Linked DNA regions of Nomascus leucogenys: region 2 is linked to region 1. The links are chromatin contacts, called in public Hi-C maps. All regions are on one chromosome and are shown on one strand. The core of a region is the stretch at or near the end of the contact, and the rest is flanking DNA. Distances in the headings are between cores, read along the strand shown.

Evidence for each region. Hi-C and Micro-C count contacts between places; a contact is called where the count stands out from the background.
Region 2: a contact with region 1 is called in a Hi-C map of a lymphoblastoid cell line, with 2.8 times the contacts expected there. The contact joins two enhancer-like sites. A contact is called at or near these places in 2 of 4 Hi-C or Micro-C datasets (a lymphoblastoid cell line and an unstated tissue).

The regions. Positions count from the first base shown.
Region 1 is chr12:12,233,288-12,237,012 of Asia_NLE_v1, forward strand. All of the region lies in intron 21 of CFAP57 (cilia- and flagella-associated protein 57), which reads left to right. Among named protein-coding and RNA genes, the nearest start is that of EBNA1BP2, 24 kb to the left of the region's middle. Within about 2 kb of position 2,139, the one cell type or tissue checked has an H3K27ac peak away from gene starts, as active enhancers do. A contact at or near this core is called in a lymphoblastoid cell line, where this site is marked.
Region 2 is chr12:12,423,381-12,427,105 of Asia_NLE_v1, forward strand. It overlaps SZT2 (KICSTOR complex protein SZT2), which reads left to right. Exons shown (of 69, transcript XM_030823675.1): 16 at 26-194; 17 at 387-501; 18 at 590-703; 19 at 921-1,091; 20 at 1,267-1,361; 21 at 1,608-1,731; 22 at 1,833-1,997; 23 at 2,082-2,286; 24 at 2,555-2,670; 25 at 2,792-3,038. Among named protein-coding and RNA genes, the nearest start is that of HYI, 27 kb to the right of the region's middle. Within about 2 kb of position 1,766, the one cell type or tissue checked has an H3K27ac peak away from gene starts, as active enhancers do. A contact at or near this core is called in a lymphoblastoid cell line, where this site is marked.

The sequences.
Region 1 (3,725 bases), core at 889-3,388:
TACAAACATCTAGGACACACATTTTATTCATTCAGTACACATTTTTTGAGGGCTTCTTGTACAGCAAGCTCTGTGTCAGTCACTGAGGATTCCAAGATGAACGTGATAGTGTTCCTACTCTCAAGGAGTTCATCATTGGGAACCTGGACCAGATACAAATAATTACTGCTCAACTCATTGTATGCAGTGCTGTAGGCTCATCCTGGAAATGGGGTTCAGTGATGCCTTCAGGACTTGTGGAAGGTTTCTGGGGCAAGGGGCATTTGAGCTGAGCCTTGAAGGTGAGTAGAGGTTGATCATGGAACAAGTCAGGGAAGAGCCTTCCAGGCCGTGGGAACAACCTAAGAAAAAGCAGAGAAAAGTGAGGCCTGTGAGGTGCTTGGAGACCCAAGAGTCCAAGAGAAGAGAGTCCAAGTGGAGAAGAACCCGCTGAAATGGTTGGTGGCTGAGGGTCCTGCTGGAAAGGGCCTCCATGCCATGCCAAAAAGTACAGTTTGTCCTGTAAACAGTCTCCACCCAAGGCTTCTTAGGTAGGGGTGTCTTTGTTTTGAAAAGACAAAACACTCCATTGGCAAGGTGGGAAGACTGGTGGGGAAAGAGGCAGGTGGCAGAAAAACCCGTTAGGAAATGACTGCCGTGTTAAGGGTAGATGCAGAGGACTTGGAAAGGGGAAAGTTGTGGCGTCAAAAGGCATTTCAGAGTAGAAACGACAAATAGAAATGTCAGGTTAGACATGGGAGGAAGGTTGAAAGAACGGAGAAGGATTCCAGGATGGCTCATTTGTGCAGTTAGGCAGATGGTGAGCCCACTAACTGTGGGTTCCAGAAAGATGTCACTGATGCAAGGATTCCAAGTCCATGGAATAAATCTGTTGCCTGCTTTTTCCAGGCTGTGAGGTACTGCCATATTCTAAAGGCATCGACTCAGGCCATGCCATTAGGGGGTGCTGTAGGCATTCCCTTCTCTTCTCTGCTCAATACGGAGGTCGGAAAGACCTGCCAGGGTCATCAGTCAGTTCCAAAGGCCAAAGGCAGTCCTGGACAGCTTGGCAGAGCCCTTTTGCTTAGAAAGCTTTTTACATAAACAGTTTCACATCCCGCAAGACTTGGCACGTTGGTGGACCCCAGGTCAGATTTCCTCTGCAGCTGTGTAGACCTGGGTGGGGGTCTGGAGGATTGGAGGGGATTTTGGAGGTCAAACTGACCAGGGAGAGATCAGGAAGAGAAGGCTCAGCAAACCCATTGCATTCACATTTTTAATTCACAAAGCCATCCAAAGCATAAACGGTTGACCTCAATGTGACCTCGGGACCCCTCAGAACACAGGCCATCCCAGAAAACATTTTGCGGGTAGCCCAACTTATACTTATTGGGAGTATCCTTGGCCATCATTCTATGTGAGGTATTGGAATGGAGGTGACATAAATGTGAGGGGGGACAGCAGAGCCTGGAAAGCAGTAGTCATGGAGGAACAGGGCACTCTGGATGGAGGCACGACAAGGTTCAGACCCCAGCTCTACCACTGAGATACGGCCTCAGTTTCCTCACAAGGTTGGGGTAAGGATGAACTGAGGGACTGTATGCATGCTGTCTGATACATTTGCAGTGATCCAATCAACCCTTGCAATTGTGGTTACTCTTATTATCGTTATCATCAAGCTCTTCCTGCCTTAGATTCTGCTTGCCGCCTCCTGGCTCTGGGCCTGGAACACTCTTCTCCTCTGTCTCCCCTGGGAGCCCTCCTCACTCTGGGTTGGGCCCCTGCTTCAGCCTCTCATGGCAGCTCTGCAGTGGAGCCAAGCGGGACCTCCCACGTCTGGCCCAGTGACCAGAGTAAGCTTTCAGGAACTGGTTCTTAGATTACTTTTCTTAAATGAATAAGTGAATGAATGAATGAATGAATGAATGAATGAACGAACAGAACAAGAGAGTCAGGCTGCACTGAGTGGTGGGCCTCAATCATACTCCAACAAGGATCAAGCCCTGCAGACCCATTTAGGTAAGGGAGCATCATGAAGATGTCAGAGGTTGGCAGGGGGGATCAGGAACAGGCATTCACACCAACAGGTACCAGAAGCCAGAAATCCCAATCACAGTGACAGGGCTGTAGAGGGTGGAGGGGGTGGGGAGAAGCCAGGGCAGGGCTCCACTTGCCGGGGGGCCTTTACAGCAGAACAAGGAAGAGCACTGAGAGCTGGTGACAAACCAGCAGGTAGGATGAACATCAGAATCAGCTCAGACACAAAATCAACAGGACTCAGTGACAGAATGGATGGAGATGACCAAAAAGAGGAAGTGACTAAAGATGCAAACTGTGAGAGAACTCGAATTGTGCTTTCAGTTTCTAGTGCTTATTCTGATGATTATTATTGAGTTCTTTAATGAGGATCAGGAGAAGTGAAGCTTAGCGAGGCCTACTGAAAGGAGAAATGGAGAGAGACCTTAAGCGAGCAAGCTTCCCCTGTGGCTCTAAGACCTTCCCTTCTGTTCTGGTCTCTTTCACCTGTCCCTTATCCCTTGGTTTGTAACTTCCTTATTAGTAAGAATCTCATCTTATTCGGTTTGGTATCCACTGCATTAGTTATTCATTTTCTCATCCATTTCACAAATATTTATTGAGCACCTCTAACACGCAAGGCAGGGTCCAAGGTCCATAACCCAATAAATATGTATTGAATTGATCATGTCATGATATAAAGTCTGCAAGGAGAAGGTCCATGGGAGGATCTAGCAGAGTTTTACCAGGCAGCATCTGGAAAGGAAATGCGGGAAACCTATCACTGTTATTAGACAATTTGGAACTGTAATGTTCCCCACTCTCCCTCCCAAACTGGGGACACCAAAGAATGACAAGTCCAGCTTGGTGAGTAGATGAGTTTATTTAGGTCTTCCATGTGGGGCACTCCTCGGCAGCAGCAGGACAGCTCTAGAGACCTGCTTTGCCTCACATCTCTATGCTGCTTTTAAGCTAATTTTCTGGCTCTTCACCTACTGTGTATGTGCCATGGGACTGTTTTCCTTAGTAGGTTTTCAGATATCTTCTAGGATGTTCGGATTCTCAGGGACACCTGCTCCACAGCTGGGCACCATGGCCTTGATTAATTGCCTGGCCTTGAGGGTTCAGACAGTGAATATACACCCTTAGGTAACCTGGTGGGGGACCCATCACACTACAATCACCAAGGCCTGGGTTGGTTAAAAGGGTAAAGCATTCAATGGAGAAAACATCTGATTCAGAAACACAAGTACAAATTCTAGCATGAAGAATGAGGGGTTGACAATGAGGACTGGGCATTTCATCCGAGAGAGAGAATTTCATTACTATAAAGGAATACCTGAGGCTGGGTAATTTATAAAGAAGAGAGGTTTATTTGGCTCACAGTTCTGAGGGCTGTACAGGAAGCATGGCACCAGCATTGCTTCTGGTCAAGACCTCGGGAAGCTTTTACTCATGATGGAAGGCACAAGAGAAGCAGGCATGTCAGATGGCGAAAGAGGGAGTAGGAGAAGAGAAGGGGCCAGTCTTGCTCTGTCGCCCAGGCTGGAGCGCAGTGGCATGATCTCAGCTCACTGCAAGCTCCACCTCCTGGGTTCATGCCATTCTCCTGCCTCAGCCTCCCGAGTAGCTGGGACTACAGGCATCCACCACCCCGCCTGGCTAATTGTTTGTATTTTTAGCGGAGATGGGTTTTCACCATGTTAGCCAGGATGGTCTTGATCTCCTGA
Region 2 (3,725 bases), core at 516-3,015, 190 kb after region 1:
GGACTCAGAGCCCTTCCTCCTTTAGCTTCTCGACAGATGATGACAATGATGTGGAAGTGGAGGCCCTGGAGGGAGACTCAGAGCTCAATCTGGTCACTGAGGTGTGGGTGGAGCCACAGTATGGGCGAGTGGGACCTGGCCCTGGAAGCTGGAAGCACCTCCAGGACCTCACATATTCTGAGATCCCGCAAGCTGTGAGTGTCCTCAGAACAGTACCCGCACCTCTCTCACTGGATTGGGGTGCCATCTCTTTTGGAGTACTGCAGTCTATGGGCTTCCTGGTCCCTCTGAATGGCTGGGACTGTTGAAGCTTCCTGAAGAGCTGGAACCCAGGGTATCCTGGGCTAAGAGGGGTTGACTCCTGACCTCTGATGTTCTTCCTGTAGCTCCACCCACGGGATGCTGCCTGCATAGGCTCCATGCTGAGCTTTGAATACCTGATACAGCTGTGCCAGAGCAAGGAATGGGGTCCTCTGCCCCCAGAGCCGAGGGTCTCTGATGGTGAGTGGGGCAGGCGGCCCACTGGTGGAGCAGGGGAATGGGTAGGGTAATCTGGGTCTCACTGTGTCCTGTCTTTCCTCCCTCGTAGGATTGGATCAGGGAGGAGACACCTGTGTCCATGAGATCCCTTTCCATTTTGACCTAATGGGATTGCTGCCACAGTGCCAGCAGCTCCAGATGTTCTTCTTCTTGCTTGCCAGAGGTAGGTGAACCTGGTACCCTTTCACCCCACACCTAAAGGGCCAGCAAGCCTGGAAGTATTACAGAATAACAAACAGATGGGTCAGCAAGTGAGCAGATGAGTGGCGGGGGCAGGAGGAGCCCATGAGGCTGAAGGAGGGGCCTTGCTGGTCAGGGCTGAGCCGGGGGCACCGGGCAACAGGAGGCTCTTGGTGCTGAGCAGAGTGTGTGTCGGGCAGAGCCAGAGGGTGTCCCTTTCGCCGAGGGGTCCTGTCCCGCCAACGACATGGTGCTGTGCCTGCTGCACAGCTGCCTGGGGCAGGAGCTGAGTGACCGGGAGATCCCACTGACCCCCGTTGACCAGGCTGCCTTCTTGAGTGAGGTGCTGCGGCGGACCTGCCACGTTCCAGGTGAGTTCCCCACATCCTCCTGACACCAGACCTGGCCCAGCCCTTTTCCCCCACCCTCACAGGGTGGTTTCTGTCTTTGAGTTTTGGCTTTCCCTTTCCTCCCCCTTTCTTCAACCCAGAGTCCTGCCTCTCTGCTGGCCCTGCCCTCTTTCACCCATCTCTACCCCCATTGTAGGTGCCGAGGGGCCACTGCTGGGGGTTCATGGGATCCCGAAGGAGCAAGCAGTCGGCAGCACCCAGGCCACAGGAGACTCCACTTTTACTTCCCTGGTTAGCACCGATTCTTCTCCCTGAGCCCTTGTCACACTGACCTCCTTCCAGCACCACATCTTCAGGCCCCAACCTTCTATCGCCCTTGAGACTAAATGGCATCTGCCAATGACACAATGCCGTCATTTTCCATTGTCCTGGATCTTTCAAGCTATACCTAAGATGAGTCAGCTCTAGGGTGGAGGAGGGGAACAGGGGTTGGACATTCCCTTATAGATTGCTCTAATTTCTGTTTTTCTCTTACAGAGTGTAGGTCTTCCTGAAACTCTCAAGCCTCTCATCTCTGCCCAGCCCCCTCAGTGGCGCTGCTATGCAAGGCTTGTGAACCCCCAGCATGTGTTTCTGACTTTTCTCCCAGCTACCTTCTCAGGTGCCAGCTGCTGACCTCCTCACGAACCCCCTCAGATACAAACCCCTGAGCTCCCTCACTGGCCCACCAGGCAGCTCTGATTTATGTCTAATCCTCTTCAGATGTCCAGCGTCTGGCTGCCTGTGGCCTGGAGGGACACCCTCAAGAGGAGACAAAGCCTAAGTTTGGGGATTGGAGTGGGGCTCCCAGTCTGAAAGATCTAGGAGGAACTGGGGTCAAAGCTACAAAGTCCCAAGTCCCTGTCCTCAGTGTGACTCTGGCTAGTGGTAAGGCTGCCGACTCAAGGTGGGCAGGAGTGGGAGTGGGAAACAGATAGGGCTGGAAGACCACGTGACACCTTTTCTTCACAGACAACGCCCAGAATCAAGGAGAGCTAAGCCCACCCTTCCGTCGAGACTTACAGGCTTACGCTGGGCGTCAGGCTTCCCAGACAGAGAGTGCAGATGGGCCCCGGACCCGGTGTCCTGTCTACATCTACAACTGTTCACTGGAAGCGCTGAGGGAACAAATGGTTGGCATGCAGCCCCCTCAGGCGCCCCGAGATCTCATCTTCCGGTGAGTGCCTTCATTGTTGACCTGTGTCCTCGCCGGGCCATGGCTCCCAACCAAGAAGTAAGTACACACTAACAGGCATGGGCAGGTAAGTTGCTACCATATCCTGCTGGCTCCTTGCTTGATTTCCCTCAGCAAACCCTTGAACTTGCTAGGCCATGAATACACTTGATATGTGTCTGTAGATGATCCATTGGAGTGTGGATGGCTAATGAGTCTGAGGTATCACTTAAGGGAGTTGGTCAAGTTCCATTTTCCCTCCCCTTCCTAGGACTCAGTTCCTCGACCACCCCTCCCCATCCTCAGCCTGGATGGAACCCCGGTACAAGGAGGCAGCTAACCACTGTGCCCTGCTGCAGGAGCATGCACAGCGGTGCTATGTCCGTGGTGAGCAGGAGGGCCGTGGGAGGGAGGAGTGGGGCCCTGGGGGAGATACAGGGATTACAGGGTGGGGACTGGAGAGGCCATTCCAGAGCTTGAGCCTCATGGCCCCTTCCACTTCCATCAGGGCTATTCCGCAGCTTGCAGCAAGCACAGAGTGTGACCTCCCAGGATTTGCTGACAGCAGTAGATGCCTGTGAGGAGCTACTACAAGAAATAGACATCACCCCATTTCTCCTTGCATTGTGTGGCCACACTTGGGGTTTGCCTCATGTACCCCCAAGTCCTGGGCCTCTCAGCCCTGGGCCCTTCAGCAGCAGCATGGAGGAGGGTGCTGAGCCTCGGGAACAAGCTATCCTAGCTTCTGAATCCAGGTTAGGATTATACTTGAATGATGGATAAGAGGGTACACAGACCAAATCCCTATAAACAAGGACCTTCCAGTCCAGGGGAATGACTGTGCAAGGTAGTATCTAAGCACCTGAGAAGCAGTAGTGCTTTGTCACCGGCTCCCTGACTCCCATGCAGCCTTCCTCCCCGATTTGGCACAGGCAGCAGTCTCCCTCCCAGGCTCTCCCCATCTCCCCTGCTTTGGTGTTGAGTGATGAGCTAAGTCAGGGATAGGGAGTCCCCTGGTGCTAACCGTGAACGTAGAGACTTGTTCTGAGGACATCCACACAATAGTAGGAATCTCCCCAACTAATCTGTGAATTTCATGGGGGCCAAAACTGTATTTTGCTCACTGCTAAGTCCCCAGCTCACCTTAGGGGCTCAACAGGTCCCTGTTGAAGGGAGGAAGGGGAGGAGAGAAGGAGAAAGGCAAGCAGACAGACAGCTATGGGTCTAGCATCTGCAGTGTGTTAGCGTTGGGGAAACAGAGGAACCAGAAGGATGGATATGCTGATGACTCCTAGGTTAGAACTCCAGTCTGGTTCTCTCTCTGGAGCTCTAGATACTCACTTTTCATGCCCCCCAAATGAATGCATTTTCTTCCCACTAACCCTTGATTTTTCTTCATTCATGGTGAAAAATATCACCCTCAATCTAGTGATCCAAGTCAG